Regions from separate parts of the Zea mays genome. Here region 2 is linked to region 1. Evidence: chromatin contacts called from public Hi-C data. All regions are on one chromosome and are shown on one strand. The core of a region is the stretch at or near the end of the contact, and the rest is flanking DNA. Distances in the headings are between cores, read along the strand shown.

Region 1 (5,317 bases), core at 1,076-3,575:
ATTTTTGCACTATAGTCCTCCCACCAGTCCAGATTATTATTTTTTGGTCCTGCCCTCAATCCCTAGCCACGTACAGGAGAGATATACATATATAAGGATCTTTCTGAAAAACAACCTATAAGCCGTTTTGCCAAATGATTTTTTAAAATAACTTTGTCTCATCTAAAGAAGTGGTTTCACCTCGTGAGCCAGAGTTAAAGCCGTTTTTGGAGAAGCCAGAGCCCTACCAAAGGGGCCCTTAATCCCAAAACTCTATTATATGAATGACCATATATAATTAAAACACCTACAATTTATAAACAATCTATAAACAATTTATAAACAATGCAATCTACAATTAGATATTAAAACTACAATTTATAAACAGTACAATCTACAATATAGTAGACCCATAGTGTAAATTATATTGTTTGTAGAGCGTAATTTGAATATAGACAATCTGGTGGAGATAGTCTAATTCCCAACCCACCGATATCAAATTACCAGTCGCCATCGCCTTCACTGGAATCAATTCCCTCACAACGCCATGAATTTTGCAACCCTCAATCAAATTGAAAATAGAATAGGGAACTTTGTAACAAAAAGCAGCATGATCAATTACAAAAAGCAGCATGAAATTGATCTCCAGGGTAACACATGCTCTCGTGCCCCTAGAAATTCTAAATGGACGAATTGAACTGCCAAGAAATAAATTGTCGAACAATATGTACAGTACCGTCAAAAAGCAGCAAGTATTAAGTAAACCTGGGCAGTACGTTCTCAAACAGTCAACAGGGCAAAGTACCAGTCAGGCCGTCCAACGGTAGCGAAAACTTAAACCTTGGTAACAAATCAGTTCCATCAGCATCGCCATGACCCATGATTGAAGCACACTATAACCAATGAGTTCCACATCTCCACAGCCACGAGCCATAACGGATCAATTCCCCATCAGCGTAGCCACGATTGAAGCGCGCCATGATCTCGGTTGATGAATAGTGGAATCCATCATACTGCAGTTTTGCAATCTTCTCTACACACGTCCACCAATTGCTATGGTTCAAACATGCTAACATACAAGAAACAAATATCCCAATTGACCAACATGGTAAATACAAATGAAAAATGCTTAGACGTAGATACATATGGAGATCTCAACATTAGTCCAGACTGAAATATAATATAGAATGAAATAAAAACGCTGTGACCTTAGGAGATTCACGGGTTGAACAGAACCAGCATGTAAATTTGTGTAGCTGCGACCTAAATTTTTGCACACTTCAGACTCATGGAGCGATTAGTATTACAAGACTGAAAATCGAGCTGGGTGAAGCGGACGTCAACGGTATTAACGTGCGTTTCAGGATCTTCAGTTCGATTGGTGTCAGGATTTCTTCGATTCATTATGCAAGCACAGAATATAAAACGTTGCTCGTAATAGAAGGAGCGCAGAACGACTTAAAAATTGTTTGAACATAATTACCGATTGTACCTTGGGAGTCGCGTCGTAGCTCCATGTTTTTGTTGTAGATCTCCGTGCTCGATGCAAAAATCCGGCGTGCGCAGCGGACCAACAGGCGCGGAAACAACGGATACAGGAACACGGAACAAGATGAGGGAGGAGACCCCGGGGCCAAAAACATCAACCCCCGTGCGATCTCCTCCCCCGGCACACAATAATCATCTTTTTATTAATACCTGGCCTGCCATGCGAGCGCACCCATCATGGCAAAGGCCTCCTCTAGGATGTCACATCTTTTTTTCTCTTTTTTGCTGTCGACGCACGCAGACTTTTACATGCTGCAGCTTACCTCGCCTCTTCCAGGCGGCATATCTCATAGATCTACTAATAATTATCGAAATTGATCCAATAATTATCAGCGCAGAGACATCATCCATCGAGGTGAAGCAGGACTGCAGACCAAGAGATCCCGCCGCCTCCAGCCATCGTCGCCTCAGATCCGCTCCGAACCGAACGACGACGACGACGACGACTTAGAAATTTCTCCAGATCTGGAACCAGAAGCAGAACATGCGATGCTCGACCACCAAAACAAAACAACATGAACCTTGAAGGCAAGGACTAACCGATACAGGATCCAACGCGGGTTTGTTGTTTTCTCCCAGTCCTAGCTCTATTCAAGCCCGTAAGATGCCGAATCCAGCAATCAGATCTGAGCCTGCATAACATGAAGCAAACGGATTTCCTGATAAATCAAAACAAAGTAGCTCACCGAGAGCACTCGCGAGGCAAGGTATCAAGGAGGACGGCCATCCAGGATCTGGAGGACGAGATGAGGTTGCGTGCAGGAGGGGAACGCGTCCAACAATGGTTTGTTCTTGGTTATCGACGAATAATTGGCGGAAACAAATGTATTTATGGTACCCTCTCCCGTTGGCCAAAGCGAGCGGCGGAGATGAGGCGGTTCGATTCGAACGGCTCACATAGAGATCACGTGTCGGGAGATCATTGGCCGTGAGCTGTGACAGCTGGTCGCAGGAGGAGACCGTGCTGGGCTGGTATTCTGGACGGAATTAGCGTCATTGCATGCGTCATCCAGTTGTTGACGGATCCGCTGTGGGCAGAAGGGAAGAGAGATTATACGTGGCCACACCGTTTCTCTACTACTACATAAGATACTATCGAGGGCGTCCACATTTTATTTTGGTGAAGCCTGACGCCCCCGCCCCCGCCCCCGCCTAGCCCGACGCCACGCCTCCGCTATCGCCGCTCTCTACACGCTCCTCGCCCCCGCTATAGCCACCTCAATGGAAGGTCCTTTGTACCATTCGCCGCCCTCTGTACCATTCGCCGCTCTCTACGCGCCGTGGATCCGCCACCTCAACTCCTCCCATTACCGCGCCCGCGCCATCAAAATCTGCCGCAGATCTCCTCTCCCCATTACCGCGGTCCATGGATTTCTCGAGTCAGTGGGAGGTCTGCCATCCATGGAAGGTCCGCCACCTCCTCCTTGGCCCGCGGCAAAAATGGCGTGGGAGCCAGATCTCCTCTCCCATTACCGCGCCCGCATGATATGGAAGGTCCCAGATATTCTCTCCCCATTACCACGGTCCATGGATTTCTCGACCTCGGCTACGGAGGCGGCGACATTATGAGCGCCGAGGTGCTACACTTCCACCCCAACGTGCTTCTTGACCAGGGCGGCTTCGGGTTCGGCCTCAGCAACGTGGCGGTCGACGGCGGATCTGGGCGCGCACTACGAGGCGAACAACAACGTGCTGGCCTCCTTCGCCAGCCAGCTCCTCGCTAACGCCCCCGCGCTGCCATGGGATGATCGTGCCGGCGGGAGGACGCCGTCAGACGAGATGGACGACGAGCTATACGGTGTCGCCGGCTGCGACAGCCACGTCGTGGCGAGCTTGCGGTGCCCCAGCCAATCCAGGGCCATGGCGGTCTGGTCGTCATCCAAGAAGTCGTACGATATCTGTACCAGCGCCGGCGGATCAGTAACCGTGCCGGCCCATGACACATACCACCTCGCCGGGGCCGGGCTCTCCAACGAGGGAGGCCTCCACTACCCGCTCGCCGCCTGCAGTGGAGCCAACGCGTCCGCGGTGGCGACGAGGGAGTTGTCGCTGACGCTGTGCTCCAACTCCATCGCTTCCTCGAACAGCACGCTAAACACGACGGAGCTAAGACTGGAGGAAGCTAAGTCTCTTGCAGAAAAGCTTTGTGATGGCCCTCTTTCAAGTGCTGCAAATTTGTGGATCCTGAGAGCTTCTATGGAGATAAATTCGTTGGCGACTGCTTCTGGCAGCTCTCCATTGAATAAGGAGAACTTGAGCTCTCTGTTTGATCTGTTTGGCACATGGTAAGTTCCTTATATCAACATTGACAAACTTTGGGTTTTACCTTACTACTATGACTGTGCTTGAAATCGTTCGTGATGCATTTCAGGCCATGAAATTGTTTTTCCATTAAATACTTGTAGTATTGGTTTTAATAGGTCATGCTTGTTTTCCCGCCTTTCTCCGGAGTCCCATCCCATTGCTGAGTGCATTGAAGTTAAAACAGGAAAAAAGAAGTAACTGCATGCAGTCAATATTGCCTCCTAAGTGTTGGGACCTGATGACACCTTGGCCTTTTGCTTGTTGCAGTCGACACAGATTGCTTGCTTTACCTCGGCCAAGCCTCAAGTTGATGCAATACTGCATAGAGCTGGAGGTGAGCCTTGCATCGCTCGGAAACCATGGCGCCCTCACAAATGCTCGACGACTATATGATTCAGTGGTCGACATGTATCCCCAGGAAAGGGAAGTGTGGAGGAGCTACTATAGCCTGGAGCTCAAGGTGAGACCACACATCACTGCTACCATGTATATGTGTGTGGATGTGGGTGGGTGTTTTCTCATTTCAGAATAACAAGGCTAAAACTTGATTATATACCCAGATGGGAACATCAGAGTCTGTCAACGCCGTGTACGCGCGTGCTCGCAAGGTGCTCGGTGACTCCACTGTTCATGCTTACCCCAGAGCTTAATTGTTTGGGTCAGCTCTCTCTGTGAGCATGCTTAGTTTGGGCCAGCAAGTAATTAAGCTGACACGTCGAAATTTTGGCTCTAAATCAGTGTGGATGGTAATTTGTGACTTGCAATACGCTGACAATCTCCTAGACATCAATATGAACATCCAAAATTCTTTCTTACCGAGATCACATAGACAGCTCCACAAGCAAAAATCATGTAGCTGGCAATCTCCTGGAGCAAAATCAGATCATCCCTTTCAAAACTTGGGTATGCCTTCGTCATGACAGCAACACTTCCAGGAACCAAAAATAAAAGGGTTGAAATAGACAGAGGAATAGGAACGTGATAAGATCAAGTTTTAGTCTATACTACTCTATTAAGGACCTAATGTGGTCACCTGATGCTACCAGTCTACCATGACTGCACTCTCTACGCACAGCGTCCGCAAAAAATAGTGCAAAGCGAGCACTCGAACTTACGTCCCTCTACTCGTTAACCACTAGACCACGTGTAACTTACTGTTTGAAAATAAAGAATAATTATATTTGCAGCCTAAGCACCGCTCCTCACGCTCTCCCGTCAAATGGCAATTAGTATTTTTGAATTTCAATGCATCTTATCAGAATATGTTCACTTCGTAGCAACGTACGGGCATTTACCTATGTTCACTCCGTAGCAACGTACGGGCATTTACCTAGTGAACTTTTAAGGCCCTGGTTCGTTTTCTCCGTTAGAATAAAATTTGTACTTTAGCCGTCGGAAAAGGTTGCGTAGTCTGTGGCCCACCGTTCAAGCAAGCTGATTAGATAAGGAAAACTGACTTTGTTTAGAACTCCACCCTTCAAGCAAA
Region 2 (5,317 bases), core at 1,153-3,652, 650 kb before region 1:
TAGCACAGAATCAGCACAGCCGAGAGGAGAGAAACTGATGAAATGAAACTGCTTGCTGCCGGTTCTTTAAATACCTCAGGAGCTATGTAGTTGGGGCTGCCACATGTTGTGTGCAGAAGTCCGTCACTCTGAAAGGTGTGAAGCGCATGTCGTTTGGTAAATTATGCATACATACAGAGGAATCATCGCATACAGAGCAACCAAACCATGCCATCGTACCCCGAGATGTTGAGGTAGAGCGCTGAGGCCGAAGTCAGAGATCTTGATGGTGCCCTTCCGATCAACAAGGACATTCTCTGGCTGTAACAGACAGAAGAATAAAAGAAGCAAACTGCTGTCACGGACAGAAGAATCAAGCAAAGCCCTAGTTGAGTTTGAGTTCCACGCTGACAAGTATATATGAATGCAAGAGAAGCAACTGAACTGACGGTGAAGGCTACCTTGAGGTCTCGGTGGTAGACACCTCTGTCATGGCAATAGCTGACGCCGTCGATTAGCTGCTGGAAGAGCCTCCTGCCCTCGTGTTCGGACAGTTTCCCCTTGATAGCCTTTTGTGTGTAAAACAGCGCGTTAGAAAACAGGAGCGTTAGAAAGATGAATTTTTACGTGCAAACAAACAGCGCGTTTTGACGACGTGTGGGCTTACGATCTTGTCGAAGAGCTCGCCGCCGTTGACAAACTCAAGCACCATGTAGATCTTCGTTTTACTGGCAGCAACCTGCAGAGAAAAAGGTTGGTCTCAATATCAGTCACCCACACCTCTTTTTTTTTTTTTTTTTTTGCTTCCAGTTGCAAACAAACACGATTCCTATTTACTGTTATTTTCAGCAACTAGGGCCTGAATGAGATACGGGTACAACAGTAATCTTTCCCTGCATCCTTTTTCTTTCCCCGGCCCTCGTCACAATTATTACCCTGCATGCTCAAGGCTTCTTTGGTGGTGGTGGTGGTACTAGGCGTACTCGATGCCAAAGGCTTCTTTAGGTAGGTGCACCAAATCATCAAAAAAAAAAAAAACCCAAACTGCTCGGCGGGTCTCGTCTCTGTGCTCCGGCCTCCGGAACGGCGATTGCTGCTGCTCAGCTTGGGAGCACAGAGACCACCGGTCACACCAAGGCGCACAGAGTTGGTGGCCGCGGCCAGCGGCCCGGGGGGGAGGATAGAGGAGCAGCCAAGGGGGCCCCGCGGAACACGTGTGCGGGGCCCGTGCGACAAGTGTTGCGTCGCGGGCAGGCCCACGCGGTGTGGGGTGACTTGGTGCACCCAGCTCACGACGATGCATGCATAATACTCCAGCAGTACCTGCCTGGCCAGATGTACCGGGACCGTGTGAGGCCGACGTGGCGGGGCCACCAGGAAGCCGGCCACATGGCTCGACGGGTAGCCCAAGAGGCATGCGTACCGCGCGCGGTGGGCCCGCCCCCTTCGTGTGCCGTGTTGCTCTACTGTGCCGAAACGGGAACCGTCCCGGCCGGTGGTCGGTTTCATTTGTACAAGTGGAGACGAGACGGTCACGGACCTGACGCTCCGGATGGGATCGCTTTCGTATCCGGCACACTGCGACTGTGTGAAACTGTGGCCTGAGATGTCTCGCTTGGAATGCATGTGGTTTTCGTCACAGAATCAAAGGACATGACTTTTTTTTCCTTGTTATTATTACTACAAGCAATTTCACAAAAAACCTGGCGAAAAATCGTATCGTTTTCTCGCGATTTTTTTTCCTGAGCGTAATTCCAGGAGCCCGTGAGCCTTCTTCCTTCCTTTTTTTTTCCCCCTTTGGCTTTGGAACCCCGAGAGGCGAAGAGCCCGTGAACTATAGACTCTCGAGTCTCGACAGGCCTCTCTCTCTACTTGCAGGTGCATGTGGCGTGGCGAGGCGAAACCGCTTTATGCCCAGGACAGGGGCTCATATTCCGGTAGCGGCCGGAGTAAAAACTCCGGCGGAGATGCCGTGCGGCGTGGATCGAAGGACCGGACGTCAGCCAAAGCTCCCGCCGGTGTTTTCCGCGTGAACAGCGTTGAGAAGCAAGCGACGAGAGCTAGCAGAGAGAAAAGAGATCCTTTGTTTTGTGTTTGTGTGTGTGTGTGACGAAAGAGTCTCATCCCGGCCGCGCAAGCAAAAACCGCTAATCCTTTGGTTCCAAGTAAAAGCCAGATGGTCCGTTACTTGCAGGACAGTACAACTGGACAGCTAGCCTAATAATCCCTTACGGAGCACAGCAAGTTCATTTTCTAGCGTCATGGAATGGAAGTATACGGGATCGGATCCTATCTTACCAGTCCAGCAGACAAGGGGAATTGGTCCAGCTGGAGCTGGAAGGAGCGAGGAGGAGAAGGATCCAATCCAAGAAGAAATGAAGGAACGATACGAAAGGGGAGGTTTGAAGCAAGTTCGGTGTGCCACGCACCTCGTGCAAGCGGACGACATTCGGGTGCTTGAGCAGCTTGAGCGTCCCGATCTCCCTCCTGATCTGCAAACAGCGCCAGCGCAAAGCGAAATGGACGAAGAAGCCGCCGTCAGCATGCTCGGCGGACCGGACCGGACTGGAATCTGAAACGGCTAGCGCGCGGCGGCGAAACACGTGTGTGGCATGCCCAACCTGGTCGTCGATGCGGAGGGAGAGGATCTTGCTGCGGTCGAGGATCTTGATGGCGAAGTGGCCGCCGCTGGCGATGTGGCGCGCGTACTTCACCTTGCCGAAGTTGCCCTCGCCGAGGGTCCGCCCGATCTCATACCTCCCCAGCAGCGACGCCCGCGTGCACTCCGCGTCCGCCCGCCGCTCGCCGTTCACCATTCACAAACGCGCGGCCGAGAGGGCTCGCTCGTGTGTGACCGGACACGGCCCCGCCTTGCTCCGTCGATCCCTCTTTCTCTCTGTCTGTCTGTCTTCGCAGCTCTGGAATGGATGAGGCAGCAAGGGAGGGAGGTGGAAGGAGAGGGTGGAAGGGGGCGGGGTACTTATAGCTCCTGCCTGCTCTTCTTCTAGCCTCATCACAGTCGTCTACTCGTCTACCCTTCTCCTCTTCCCTTGTCTCTTGTGTGGCAGGCAGCCCTGCCCTTTCGCTTGCTTGCTTGCTTGCGCTCCGTCGCCTCAGCCTCAGATTCCGTGAGATGTAACCCGGATGGGCAACTGGTAAACGCACACGCAAAAGCCTCTGCTCTGTCCACGATTATATTACTATTAAACAAAACAAATGGGACAAATCCACGCGGCCTTGCTGCTGCTACGTCCACCAGGCCTCCGCGTAGCAGCCAGGTCAATGAACGCTCCCCTCAGTTTGATCCTCTTAGCTAGCTCTATGTTCATTGCTGATAACGCGAATCAAATTCACCAGTTCCGCTAGGCAGTCAGAGAGAAATAGCGAGATTGCTTGGCCGAGTGGCTATAAACTCTTGACACAGATATACATACTAGTCGGTTGCCCGTACTGTCCGTAAACTATCCACCAAACAGATCTTAAATTTTTTTATTGATTGTCTTCACTCTTCGCATAATATTTTTTTTATTTGACTAACTGATATTGTTGTTTACTCCATGTCTCCATCTAATATGTCTCGGTACAACACGGCTAATGAAGAGAGCGATTAGAAAAGAGTTCACAACGACTGACTGAACGAACAGAAAATATAGAATGGCATAATTTCACCATATATAGACCAAATAAGATGAAATTTGTGAGCTCAAGTTTCTAAGTCACATGAACTCAAACTTATAAAAAAGATAGATTAAAATATTGAGTGGTTGCTAAAGTCGGGCATCAATAAAAATTGGATGCGCTCTATACAAATTATGGTACTTCGTAGCAATTAGTAACGTTTAAAACAAACAAATAACCTTCCCTTTTATTGTTAGTGTGACAAATCATTGCTGCTCCAACCAATTCAGCAACCTCAAACACCATGGAGTCTATTGTGTCAATATGGTCTTAGAAACGACCTAATGCATGCAAGAGCCAAGAACACAAGGGAGGAGCACCATGTGTAGTGCTCGCATGGATCTCCAAATCCTGACACATATTTTGCAGGATCCATGAGTGTCACACCCGGTTCTAGAAGGCAAACCGAATGCGAACCATGTACGTGCCAGGATCAGTTATTCACGTACACAGCAGTTACATAACATGGACATCATCACACAGTGCTCAAAATAGTATTAAAAGGGGAAAATAGTTGATTACATCATACGTCTGAGACGTCCATATAGTCCTTACAATAAATCAAAGTGCGGAAAAGAAACGTAGATAAACGCGGCCTTCACAGGCAGCCGACTGGGGGTTGCCGCTAACCCACACCTAGAACTCGTCGTAGTCTTGGAACTCCTGGAAGTCTCCTTCCACAGCTTCATCTTCGCCTGAGCAGTGGTTGCAATGCTGACAACCTGGGGATGGGGGGGTTTGGTGTGTAGAGCAAGGGTGAGTACACATCAACATACTCAGCAAGTATCCTGTTTGGCTGTAGTGGACTAGCTTTATGTGGGGGATAAGTCAAGCAGTTGCTTTTAGTTGGTCAGGTTATTATTTACTAATAGAAAGCCAGGTTTTAGCTTTAACCCAAGTTATTAACCCGATGTACCCTTTCCAAACGGAAAGAATACCACTTACCAGCACCATAGTCATAACCAAAACCATCGATCTCATAGCCATCTGTACCATAATGTCTCTGATCAAGTACCACTAATCACTGGAGCTCCCTTGGCCGCTCATAACCGCGAGCACGGCTGATATATCAGTTTTTAAACACTCTGCAGAGGTTGTGCACTTTACCCACAAGCCGTGATTCTCATTCTGCCCGGAGAGAGCAACTCCCCATTGACCACTACCTAGGTGGCCTAGCAGGGCATCACTACGTAGCCTTTACAAAGATTCCCCAGGGCTGTAGCCACCCGTTAGGTTTCCTAAATGCACCGCACTCCTCCCCAAGGGGCGAACCCAAACTTGGCAGAGCGAGCCGCATACACCGAGCCCCATTGACGGCACGACGGCTAAGTGAACTACACTCCGGATCCTCTAATTATTCAGCTAAGGGCACCCCATTCCACCCTCATGGTTGCACTGTTTTCCCAGGCGGTCATCCATAGAACAGGTCCTTACGGAGAGGCACTCGAGAAACCGCTCGAGCCCCCTTGAAGACCACAAGTATAACATCATAATAAGAGAAGGGAAAACAGCGTATCATAGATAATCTCATCATGTTCATTGATTAGAGTTGAGCAATAGCATAAAGCTAACTAATAATAATCCAACCCATATAGGTAAGCAAGGACAGGGATAACAAAACTAGTCAATCTTTAGGCATAAATGTATACAGCGGGAGGTG

What was found. Hi-C and Micro-C count contacts between places; a contact is called where the count stands out from the background.
Region 2: a contact with region 1 is called in a Hi-C map of bundle sheath, with 8 times the contacts expected there. The contact joins the promoter of LOC111591128 here to the promoter of LOC108961162 in region 1. A contact is called at or near these places in 3 of 25 Hi-C or Micro-C datasets (bundle sheath, endosperm and leaf mesophyll).

Annotation. Positions count from the first base shown.
Region 1 is chr3:50,425,832-50,431,148 of Zm-B73-REFERENCE-NAM-5.0, reverse strand. It overlaps LOC108961162, which reads right to left and starts at 2,325. Exons shown (of 3, transcript NM_001346811.1): 1 at 2,068-2,325; 2 at 1,472-1,992; 3 at 671-1,048. The coding sequence starts at 1,622. The coding sequence ends at 873. It overlaps LOC103650064, which reads left to right and starts at 2,638. Exons shown (of 3, transcript XM_008675731.4): 1 at 2,638-3,812; 2 at 4,099-4,291; 3 at 4,392-4,646. The coding sequence starts at 3,307. The coding sequence ends at 4,481.
Region 2 is chr3:51,080,677-51,085,993 of Zm-B73-REFERENCE-NAM-5.0, reverse strand. It overlaps LOC111591128, which reads right to left and starts at 2,402. Exons shown (of 1, transcript XM_023301969.1): 1 at 763-2,402. The coding sequence starts at 1,605. The coding sequence ends at 832. LOC100037796 (protein kinase-like) reads right to left here and starts at 3,312. Exons shown (of 13, transcript NM_001112497.2): 1 at 2,601-3,312; 2 at 2,409-2,471; 3 at 647-718; 4 at 441-548; 5 at 220-300; 6 at 75-128. The coding sequence starts at 2,795.